Regions from separate parts of the Mus musculus genome. Here region 2 is linked to region 1. A link is a contact called in public promoter capture Hi-C data. All regions are on one chromosome and are shown on one strand. The core of a region is the stretch at or near the end of the contact, and the rest is flanking DNA. Distances in the headings are between cores, read along the strand shown. Region 1 holds the start of Perp (PERP, TP53 apoptosis effector). Region 2 holds the start of Pex7 (peroxisomal biogenesis factor 7).

Region 1 (5,827 bases), core at 229-2,728:
CTTGGCTTTAGGCATCAATTAGTTTAGCTTTTGTTATTTTTACCTTGAGAAATAAACTATATCTTATTCCCCTTTGAGCCGACAGAACCAATTAATTACTATAGTCTCTTTCAGAGATTCTGAACAGTCAAAATTACCTTTGACCAGATTGATATTAAGGAGTCCCTCTCCACAAAACTGTGGAAATTGTATCACAAGAATGAGGACATAATATAAACATATATATATATGCGTGTGTGTGTGTGTATTCCAAAATTATTCATTAAGACACCAGTGGAAACTCATTTGATTGGTAAAAATACGACTTTTCCACACAGGACATAGCTAGCTAAAATATTTTCATTACGTTTGAAAGCCTTTAGGTCCTAACGTTTAGGGCATACGCACCGCACTTGTCCTGTGGGCAATGAACCTTGCTCAACGTGTATGTGCCTCTGCGGTTTTCAGGACTGAAATGCTTACTGGTTTCTGCTAAGTGAAGGCTGGGTAGTGATATTCTTTGGACTCTGAGACAGATCTTCTCAGTGTTCTTAGTCTATGCGTCCTAGTAACTACTTCTGTTGCGAGCGTCTTGTGTAAGAAGGAAATACCACTGAGTGCTTTCCATATCTTTAAACTGACATGAGGTGTCAGAAGATTTCGGGGCACGGGGTAAAAAGTGAATGCTCTGGTTGATCTCTCCCTGGCCACCATTGACCTGGCACTGGGAATTTGTTTCTCTCAGCGCCACTCCTGGCTGATGCCCCACCCTCCCTGCTACAAGTGAAGATTCTTAGGGACAGAAGCTAGCTCAGGATTTGGGGAGGATTTCAGTTGCTTGTGCATGCTGACACGTGCTTATATTTGAAAAAACAAAAACTGTGTAAAGTAGATAGAAAGGGTAGATGTGTGGGGAACACACTAACTGGGGCAAAGGGAACTGAAGTTATCAACACCAAAGCTACCCGGATTAAGAGACAGCCTCCGCAACCTAGAGTGAGCCACTGGGACCTGCTGGTCACCCAGCCTGAACCACCAGAGCACAGAACATTTGCGTGTCTATGGCAGCAAGAGCCAAGGTCCAAAGGTAGATCCGGGCAGGAAGTGTAGGATCTGCCTGTGGAAGCCAGGGACAGACGCTCCCAGGTTTGAACCCACAAGTCCTTACATTTTAGGGCCCATCATTTATTTCACAGGCTATTGGGATGTCCTGGGCACGGTGCTTGGAGCTCAAGTGTAGCCTTAGCCATGCTCCTTACACTGTGTTAATTTAGGGCAGAGCACAGGCTGGCGCTGGAGTGTCCACAGGTGTGTGCGCTGGGCTGGCGGCAATCTGGTGGGACTGCAGGCGGCTGGAGGCACAGGCACGCCCACCCTGGCGACGAGCCCGGGGCGAGCCTGAGCTCTGCCGCCCGGGTGACCCAGCAGGTCGGGGCGGTGCGCTCTGAGTCACCGGAATCAAGGTGTGGCTGGAGCGCCGCTCCCCCGCCGCCAGCCCGGGGGCCGCGTCTTCGGGGGAGCCGCCTCTTCCTTTAGTCGCGGTGTCAGCGCTCGCAGGACCACTCTTGGCCGCTGCTCCTGCCCGGCGTTCCTCCGCTCCGCGCCCGCCGCCACCGACGACATGCTGCGCTGCGGCCTGGCCTGCGAGCGCTGCAGGTGGATCCTGCCCCTGCTGCTGCTCAGCGCCATCGCCTTCGACATCATCGCGCTGGCCGGCCGCGGCTGGCTGCAGTCTAGCAACCACATCCAGACATCGTCGCTTTGGTGGAGGTGTTTCGACGAGGGCGGCGGCAGCGGCTCCTACGACGATGGCTGCCAGAGCCTCATGGAGTACGGTGAGTGGCCGCCGCCTCCGGGAAGCCCTTGGGGGCCTGAGCTGTGGTAGCAGCTGGAGCTGATCTTTAAAAGGTCAGGGGTAGTGGGTGTTTCAAAGTCCGCTTAGAGTTCAAACTTCAGAAGCAGCAGTTTTGGGTGACCCGAATCAGGCTCAACCCTGAAAGACTCCAACTCATTTAAAAGTAAAGTTTCTCAGTTACCAGTGCAAACTGATGCCAGTCATTGCAAAGTACGTATAAAAATAAATAATATGCCAGGGTGAATTCATTTCATTTCATCTAACTTAAACTTTTTTTTTTTAATCTTATGAGAAAGTCCTTTCAGGCCAAGTAGGAGCAGTTATGATTTAGATAGATATTTCAGTATCTTAGCTGTGGAGCTGTTTCATGTTCATTCTTGTTCTGGGGAGTGGCCTTCGTTGAAAAGTGAATGTTAAGGAAGTTTATCTGAGTCTGATTTAAAATCGGAGAAGTAAACACTTCACTGAAGTTGAGTTGCCACTTTTAACACATCGCAGGGAAACTCTGTACACATCGCAGGGGAACTCTGTTTGCCTCTGCCAGGGAAAGGCCCCAAGTACTTGATTTACAAGTTAGTAGTAGTCTTTGAAAAAACAAAACCAAGAAAAGCCTTTTCTCCCTCAAGCAAGTGTCCCTCCTGTTTAGGATGGAGACAGTAGTGACCAGCAGTGTGTAGGGAGCAGTGTGCAGGCTTTACGGGTCAGTTTGCCCCCTTTAAAGGAAGCAAGTTACTTTTTTTGTTTTCATTCATTTTCTAGATTAACCATAACTTGATTCTTTTCCTAAAGCACCCAGGACTTCTGCCAGACGCTGTTTGGTTTGGGTTCTGGCCCTTATCAGCTTTTTCTCCCTGGAAGAACTTCCTCAGACAGGGAGGCAGGCAATAAAAGGAGAAGACTACAGATATTCCTGCTTGTTTTAAAAGGCCTTTGCTCTACCTAAAAACAGGCATAAATGCTTGGCTTACAGGACTTTCTATTGCTTCGAATCTTTTAGTTCTTACAGGCATTGTGCTGCCTTGGAATAACCTAGCTGTTTCTTAAAATGAATTCAAACTCAAGTCTTTCAGGGGCTATAAGAGGTATGCTTGTAGGTTTTTAAAATAGACTTTGGTAATTATAGCTCACTCCAAGGCTGATACAGCCCCAAAGAATACTCAGTAGCAGAAGTTAGCTTGCAGAGGCAGGAGCAGCATTCTTGCTGGGACATGATTTGGCCTGTAGGGCCCTCTTGTGAAACACACACAGTGCCATTTCCCTGTTTCTTGCCTTGTAGGGTAAGCTCATCTTTTAGGGTGTGCCTGCTCTAACCTCAGGCGGTTCCATTACTGTGTGAATGGAAGGGAAAGGGCAAGTTTTCTGTCTAGGTTGCTTCTTTAACCATGACTCGGTAGCAGCAGCTTTTCCCCACTGCAGTGTTACAGTTCACTATAGAAATCAGCCTTGGGAAACCTCCATTTTCCAAATGAATCTTAAAAATATCTTACTTTCATGATGTGGTGCCTGGTTCTAAACTGATCCGGGATAAGTGTGAAAGAGATTTTACACCTCAGGGGAGTTATTCCCATCTCCTTCACATCGGTAATTAAGTTCCCATAATGTGGTAGACAGCTCTTGCTCAACTCTCAGATACAAAACACCAATGGAACACTGACCTTAGTGTCAGACTGTGGAAGGAAACGAGAGCCGTGGCGCCATCTGCGATGTCCCCATCTCCTCACCATTATAGACAGGGATGAGTTAAAATACTTGTCATTCTGCCTACTCTGTGTTGAGTGATCATTAGTGTACTACACAACTGCAAACAAATGGGGTGTTCTACACTTTAGGGTGATAGTCTCCCGAAAGCTGTAATAGGACCTTGCTGAAAAACAGTGTGCTTGCATGAGCTCACACCATATGGAATGCATACGCTCCCACAATGCAGGACCACTGTCTTGTACGGCAGGGGAGGGTAGGTAGGTCTGTTTAAACCATGCCAATATTTAGCATCTGTGCCTCTCCCTCTAGACCGCTTCTTCATGATCCTTGAAAATAATATTTACTTAAAGCTATTAACAAAGCAAAACGTTCACAACAAAGTGTTAGAAGATTGTGTTTTGCTGAGTGATATTCATAACAGTAAATACATTTATTTTGGTCTAAGTACATTCTTGGCAATGGTGACCATAATACTAAATAATATGCATAGTTTATAAAGGTCAGTAATTTCTTAGGAATAAATAAATATATTCTTTACTATTATTGTTAAAATGTTAAGAATTCTGGATTACACAGTCACCTCATTTATTTTCCTACATAAATAAATAAATAAATAAATAAGCCAAGTTAGACCCTGAGTGTTTTGTCACGGTGGCAGCTTAATTAACATTTATCCTAGCAAATACTTGCTTGAATGTTTGGCTTATATTTGTGGAGAAGAAAGTAAGAACCTAGATTTGCAATTGAAGAGATCATTCAAGTTTCTCCTATAAGCCAAACTCAGCATTAAACTTCAGTGAGTGTGCAATGCTGGGACCTTCTTCTCCAGTTTAGAGAATACTGTGACAGGGAGTTATTTTAAATTTCCACTGCACAGACTTCAGATCCTGGGCAAGCTCTGGCATGTCAGGGTGGAGGGTATAGGGATGAGGTATGCACTGAAAGAAGGAGGGGGAGGGGAAGGGGAGGAAGGGGAGGAGGAGGAGGGGAAGGGGGAGGAGGACGGGGAGGGGGAGGGGGAGGAGGAAGAGGAGGAGGAGGAGGGGAAGGGGGAGGAGGACGGGGAGGAGGGAGGAGGAGGGCCTTGGAAAGTCAGTGGCTGGAATTCATCTCTGAAGCACAGAACCTCAGTTTTACCAGAGACATCTCTTAAATCCCTTAGGATGCACACAGTATTTTTCCTAAGCACTACTTTCCTACAAGTCACAGGATCAGAGTAGTCTATGAAATTAATTGCCCTGGTTCCTGTAAGTGCAGGGCATGAAGAAAAAAAAGTACAGTCAATCAGAATTTACCTTAGGCTAAACTCACCAGAAAAGCCTTCTCTCTGGGATGATACCCTTGCAGCTTTGTGGGGAATTGGGGGGAGTTTGCTGGTGGGAGGGGATGGGAGGTTATTTTATGGAGTTAGATTAGTAGATAGATTTCGTATGTCTGCATGTACGTATGTTCACATTCTTAACAGCAAATTTAGAGGTCATCCACTCCTTTGATGGAATAACTTTGAAATATACAATGATATGTAAACTCTAGGTATTGAGCCCACGGTGCAGGCTGGCCTGACGTCTCTGTGCCTGCAGCACCCAGAGAGCCTCAGTGTCTTGGGAAGGACTTCACTTGGCTCTGCCCTTATAACACAGACCTCTGGGCCTGCATTCTTCCATCTGATAGATCTGAAATATCTGAGGGTCTGTTGGCTGCAATAAGGTGTAGTTTCCCATTCCTTACAGGAGTCTTGTATAAGTACAGTGGTACCAAGCCACCACCTGCTGAGCTTCAGGAGAGAGCGTTGAGTGTGTCTGAATGCTCCAGCAGCTGGCATGCCTTGCCTGTGGCTCTCCCGCCATTTCTCTCTTAGGCCAGCCATTCCTTATTGCCACCCAGAACTTCTGCAGGATGATGGCGTGGCCCTGTATACAATGCATTTTGTAGGTCTGCTCTTAATCTTCCTCTGGACTTTTGCTCCTCCAGAGTTACAAATCAACATCATGGGAAAGTCACTGGGTACCAGGTTCTCAACCCAACCATGCTTAGAATCTTCAGTGTAACAAGTTTCCCAGGAACGGCAAGCAGGGCAAGTTTGGGGTGTTGTTGCAAAAGCTTCCAAATGAATGTCATACTCTAAATACCACAATTGCCTTTATCTTCCTATTCAATATGCAAAGCAGTATTTTTATATGTCACATTCACCCATGTTTACCTACTTATGTGTAAGGTCTTTTAGTTTTTAAAAATATTCAGATTTTACTTCTGCCTATGAGTGGCACAAAGAACCTCAGAGTATAGTACAGT
Region 2 (5,977 bases), core at 1,865-4,364, 1.1 Mb after region 1:
TACCTCCTGCGTGTGCTCTTTATAGACTTGGAGAGGGCCTGTGGCTTTGGCAGTGTCCCAGAGCTGCAGTGAGCCATCACCACTACAGGTGACAAGGACATGCTCATTGTTTTCACTCCAGGTAACGTCAAACAAGCCGTCATTCCAGTCAAAGCTACGCCAGAAAAGAAAATACATGCACTGCAGATCACAAAATGATTAACATCTTAATTTTATAGTTACTGTTTTTTTCCTTGTTTTTCACATATTGTAACACACATTACCTCAGATGATCTTGAAAACTACAAGAGATAAATAGAGCAGGTACTCCACAGTGGCCTGGAAGCACAGCCCAGGAAGGGCAGGTAGATAGCTCCAAAGTTAAACTGAAAGGAGGTTTCCAAACACTCATATGAGGTATCCACCAAAGACATGCTGACATCACCTGCTTTTATTGTAGTGCACCTGTGACTCACAGCATGCACTTGTGAGACTTTCAAAATACGGAGACCAATCATTTCAAATACTCCCACAAATCTTTCTTCATCTGAGCTACGAGCAGGTAGTGGCTTTCTACAGAATCTCTTTCCTCTGCCTTTGACTAATCCTGATAGAAGTAGCGTGTGTCCATCACTCAACCTGGAAGACAGGTCCAGAGAGAAACACTGGGCAGTCCACAGGATGAGCGCTAGCTCTTGCTTAAGGAAACTAAATTACTAAGACGCTCACTGTTTTACGTTTTAAATGTATAATTTATAAGCAGACACTAGTAAGCTTGAGAACATGGCATAATCATAGTTAGCAAAAATAATTTCTATATGATGCCAATGTAAAAGTTTATTTTACATCATAAATTAAAAACCTATTAGTTCCAAATATTCAAAATGCAACTGCATTAAGACTTTGACAGAGGTTGACTGTATATGTACACTTAATAATTAGAGCCATTATAATGGTTTGAGGAGAATGGCCACCACAGGCTCTTAGGTTTGAATACTCAGTCCCTAGGTGATACAAGTATTTGGGAAGGATTTAGGAGATGTGGTATTGCTGGAAGAAGTGTGCCACTGGGGCCAGGCTCTGGGACTTCAAAAGACTTGCCCCATTCCCAGAGTGGATCTCTCTGCCTCCCATCTGTGGCTCAAGATGTGAGCTCTCAGCTGTTCCTGTAGCCATGACTTTGCTCCACCATTATAGACTCTGACCCTGACCCACTAAGATTATAAGCCTAAAGTAACTACTTTCTTTTGTAAGTTGCCTTAATCTTGATGCCTTATCACAGCACCAGAAATGTCAATCACTTTACCTTCTAAAAATCTGAAGTCCAGATTCATTTTGATCCAATACTAATAGAGTTCCACAGCCTAGAAGAAATACAAAACAAAACAAAGCCCTAAGTCATGTTGTTTAACCTCCTGGGAGTCATCTATGATGAAATCTTAAACATTGTGGACCAGCTTTAACTACCACAAATTTCCCATAAAATAACTGCAACCGTATATACAGAACAATTAAAAGTTACATAGTATGCTTCAGTCCTTAAATATCCAACTTACCATCTGGCCAGACTGGAATCGGAACACCAGTCTGGGGAAACGCATCAGAGTGCCAACTCACACCGGGCCTGGTGCTAGGCACGCAAACCTTTCAAGCTGGAGCTAATAACAGAAGACAAGGAAGGCTTGTGCTTACAAACCCCCAAGACTGTGGTTCTCCCCTGCTGATACACGCAGAACACACCAATCACAGCATTTTAAGACAGTATATGTGGAAATACCATATACTCGTTGGTCAGGTGTTGAAAACAACATTAACTTCAGTTATGTGCCAACAATCAATAATTTTTGCTGAAAGACTAATGTCTCTTTCTCTCCCCCATCTCACACTCCATTAACATCTGTTCAAAGGGAATCTGCACTTGAACTTTACAAGGTAAGATGACTAATTACTATGCTCACATGCACATTCAACTGTTCAAACTAGAGTCTTCACAGAATTTCGCTTTGAGTTTTTGTGATCAGTGAGGTGGGTAAAGTGTTAAAGATCTTCCACTTAAACGTAACTGATGAAGAAGAAAAAAAAAAGTCAACTGTCAGGTCAGAGACCCGACCCCTTCCATGTGCAGAGCCAGCTTCTAATCCCAGTACCCACTTGGCAGCTGACAACCATCAGTAATGGATCCAACACCCTCTTTGAATCTTCTCTTCTGACCTTAGCTGGCACCAGGCATGGTTCACAGACATACATACAAGCAAAAAACTCAGACACACACACAAAAAATCTCTAGAAAACAATTCCTAATTATACCAATTTCTTGTAAGAAACCTTTATAAAAGTCTAAAGTTTGATGGCCAAGAACTGTGAACCCAACCGTGAAAGCACTAAGCACTAATGGACAAACTATACGGAAACAAGTTTATTTACCACTACTTTTCAGAAATCGTATTTTTTTCCTGCAGTAAACAAGTATTACAGATCACTGACATTATGCAATGGTTTGCCATACACTGCTCCTGTGCATAAACAGCAGATGGGGTATAAGTTAAAATAAATGGCTTGAGCACTTAGACATCTCTGCACATTTATCCACTTCCCCTAGAACAACTAAAAGCGAGCACAGAATTTTCTAGTTTTTTTTTTTTTCTTTTTCAAGAAAGGGCCAGCGTCTCCCTAAGTCTCTGTTGAGGATGGCTTTGAACTGGTGGCTCTGTTGACTCCACCTTGCAAGTACTGACAAGTGCATCCTTCTTACAGAAGGGAAAGGACTAGCTGTAGACTTCCCCTGGGCTCCAATGCCAACTCCGCAGAAAGGGGGACCTAGGAGGGAGGGCCGAGCTCTGTCGCCCCCTGGCGGTGGCGGCGGCACCGCGCGCTCAGCGGCGCGTCCTACGCCCGCCCCGGAGGCGCGGCCCGCGCTCACCCGCGATGCCGTAGTGCTGCGCCGCGGCACAGGCCAGGCGGCCCGGCAGGTACGGAGAGAACTCGGCCGCATAGCCGTGGCGGCCGGGCACCCGCAGCGTCCGCGCCGCGCTCATTCCGCTCGCCCGCCGTCACTCGGCCTCCCGGCCCGAGCGCGGAAACAGTCTCGAGGTAGAAGTGCCCCACTGCGGCTCACTGAAAGTCCAGGAAGGCCGGGCGGAAGTGACGACGCCGACGCCCGGAATCCTAGATTTTGATTGGGCTACATAGAAAAGGGAACTGACGCCGCGAGGACCATTTTTCTTTTGGGCAAAAATCCAATGATTTGCTCTAACTAAAATCAACTGGTCTTTCAGAGATTATTCTAGACCTAAAAGAGAAGATACTCGCTAGGAGTCACTTCAGACAGTTGTTCACGTTTAATTGCAACCTCCATGTTTTTTTTTTAAATAAAAACCTTGTGTTTTTATTAATTGCTTGAACTTTAAAACTTTGCTATTCTGACATTTTCCTGATGGTTACGAAATAAAAGCCACAACAAACTCGGAAAGCAGTTAGTGAGTCCAAGGGCAACGAATGGAGTACTAGGTTGCCCAAGGTAATTTGAATCCAGACAACAATGAAGTTAAAGGATAGGACTATTATCATGTGCAATTTGCGGTCTATAGGTTTTATGTAGTTAGTTGCACTATGCAGATATATTCCAGTAATTAAGGAAGACTTGGGCTCATTAATTTCTTCATTCAAATGTTTGCCAAGCATATGCAATGTGGTAGATGAATGTGCAGTTTGCCAAACCAAACACTGAAGAGTGAAAGAGACTTGTTAATCATTAAACCAGTCAACCTGCACAGACCAAGTCATGTACCAAGCTTGGTGCTAGACTTTTGCATTCAAAAGACCCACTGGGATACGTGGTTGAGCTCAAGAGATTACAAGACTTGAAAGCTGTCAAGTGTAATCAAAATGCTATTGATGCTGTGATGAATATACACAGATGTTTTTAGGGTAGGGTGTCAGGGAACATTTTAGAAAGGAGATAATCTAGGGTGAATTCATACAAATGACTTTCTCTAACTAAAAAGTTGGAAGCCATTGTGGGATCAGGAGAAGGGTGAAGAACCCAGGAAACCTAAAACCGCAAGGGATGGTAGCTGCCAGGACTCAGTCTAGCCTGATAGAGAAAGAGCACTTTGGGTAGATTCCACCTGGTGAGAGAAAATCAAATGCTCCAACATGAACTCTTGTATTGTACCCCATGCCCAAGGAACTGTGCTGCAGCTTAAATAATAGAGATCTGTGCAAGTTTTCAGATATGGATCATTTAGTGAGTTATCATTCCCAAGCAACAGTAACTGGAGGCTAGAGATTGGCAATGGAGTACAGTTAGAGACTTTAGCAACAACTCAAGCAGAAGATGCTATAGTTGGGTAATAGTGTTTTGTTGAGAATTATGGAAAGGTGTGGAGAGGGTACGCTTAAGGGTCAAATGAAGACAAAAAGCTTAAATGGTTTCCAACTCTTAGTATAGTACTTATCTAGACACAGGAATTGTTTATTGAAATAAGGACAATGGAGCATTAATAAACTCCAGTTCTGCATGTTGACTGTGTACTGTGTGCAGTACTTGAATACAGCACAATGGAGTCCAGCCAAGCCTTCTTACTTGCATGTAGATAATATTTAAACCACGGAAATTATTTTTATTTAGCAAGAGAATGGAATGAGAGAAGACAGATAAAGGCAGATTTGGGGCAAACAGCCACATGGAAAGCTGGCAGTGGAGAAGCTATGGAAGGGAGAGAGATCCACAAGATGGGGACTGTAGACTCATTTATTACTTGGGGCTGGAGAGATGGCTCAGTGGGTAAGAGCAATGACTGTTCTTCCAGAGGCCCTGAGTTCAATTCCCAGCAACCACATGGTGGCTCACAACCATCTGTAATGAGGACTGATGCACTCTTCTGGTGTGTCTGAACACAGGGACAGTGTACTCACATATGTTCACATCACATAAAATAAATGTCTCTTAAAAAAATACTGCTCAAGCCAGGCATGGTAAATGAATGCCTTTAAACCCAGAATTTCGGAGACAGAGGCAGGTAGATCTCTGAGTTTGAAGCCAGCCTAGTCTACAGAGTGGCTGTCCTGGGGACAACCAGGGCTACAGAGAGAAACCCTGTCTCCAAAAACAAAACAACAAACAAACAAGAAGTATTTTTCAAGCTTGGAAGATTTGCACACTATTTTCAGATGTAGATTTAAATGCTTAGAAATTAGATTTGCATCAGGCAATGACACAACAGAGTTCTTATGGCTATGTAAGTATCTGTTTAGGGGCCTGGTATCTCTGTCCATAGCAGTACTAAATGCAGACTGGACAAAATATGGAAATTATTCCAATAACAGCAGATAACCTATGCAAATATTCTACCATTCAACTAGCTATAGCCCTGTGAAACTTTACAAGGGTGGAAGACAGGAGGATCACTGGTATTTAACTGGTCACCAGTCTAGCTCTGGGTAGCAGGGGAATAAGGTGGAGAGTGATAGAGAAGGGACATCTGATAGTCTTCTCTGGCCTCAGTGTGTACACCAAGATGGCTACCTGCACACAAATGCACATAAAGCACACACACACACACACACACACACACACACACACACACGCTACTCTGAGTGATTCTCATACGCTAACTACAGTACAAAGAATAAAAGCACATTTAGAGTAAAGTGTTCAGCTTTGTCAGGAACTTAGAAAATGGAAGCAGACACTGGACCTGTTAAAGGGATGGTATGCCCCAAAGCAATCCAGGATTCTGTGTCGGGAAGGCAGAGGGAGCATGCCCTCACACACACTAGGCAAACACACTACCAAGAGCTACAACCCAAGTCTCAGACTGAGTTTGCTAAGATAGTACATGCAGGGTATCACTTGGGCAATGGAAGGCCTGGGAATGATATGATATCTTCCTTCTGGAACCAGAAGATACCACCAGACCTGAATTCCTCACATGGCTCATTTTTAGTTATTGCCAGCTTTACTGCTTTAAGTTGAAATTTGAATTCCAGTGATATT

Evidence for each region. Promoter capture Hi-C pulls out the DNA fragments that hold promoters and counts their contacts.
Region 2: a contact with region 1 is called in a promoter capture Hi-C map of liver, with 5 times the contacts expected there. The contact joins the promoter of Pex7 here to the promoter of Perp in region 1. A contact is called at or near these places in 3 of 39 promoter capture datasets (the 3T3-L1 cell line, liver and pre-B cells) and 2 of 9 other capture datasets (adipose tissue and macrophages).

The regions. Positions count from the first base shown.
Region 1 is chr10:18,843,593-18,849,419 of GRCm38.p6, forward strand. Perp (PERP, TP53 apoptosis effector) reads left to right here and starts at 1,479. Exons shown (of 3, transcript NM_022032.4): 1 at 1,479-1,814. The coding sequence starts at 1,601.
Region 2 is chr10:19,904,560-19,910,536 of GRCm38.p6, forward strand. Pex7 (peroxisomal biogenesis factor 7) reads right to left here and starts at 3,115. Exons shown (of 10, transcript NM_008822.2): 1 at 2,900-3,115; 2 at 1,286-1,343; 3 at 4-154. The coding sequence starts at 3,014.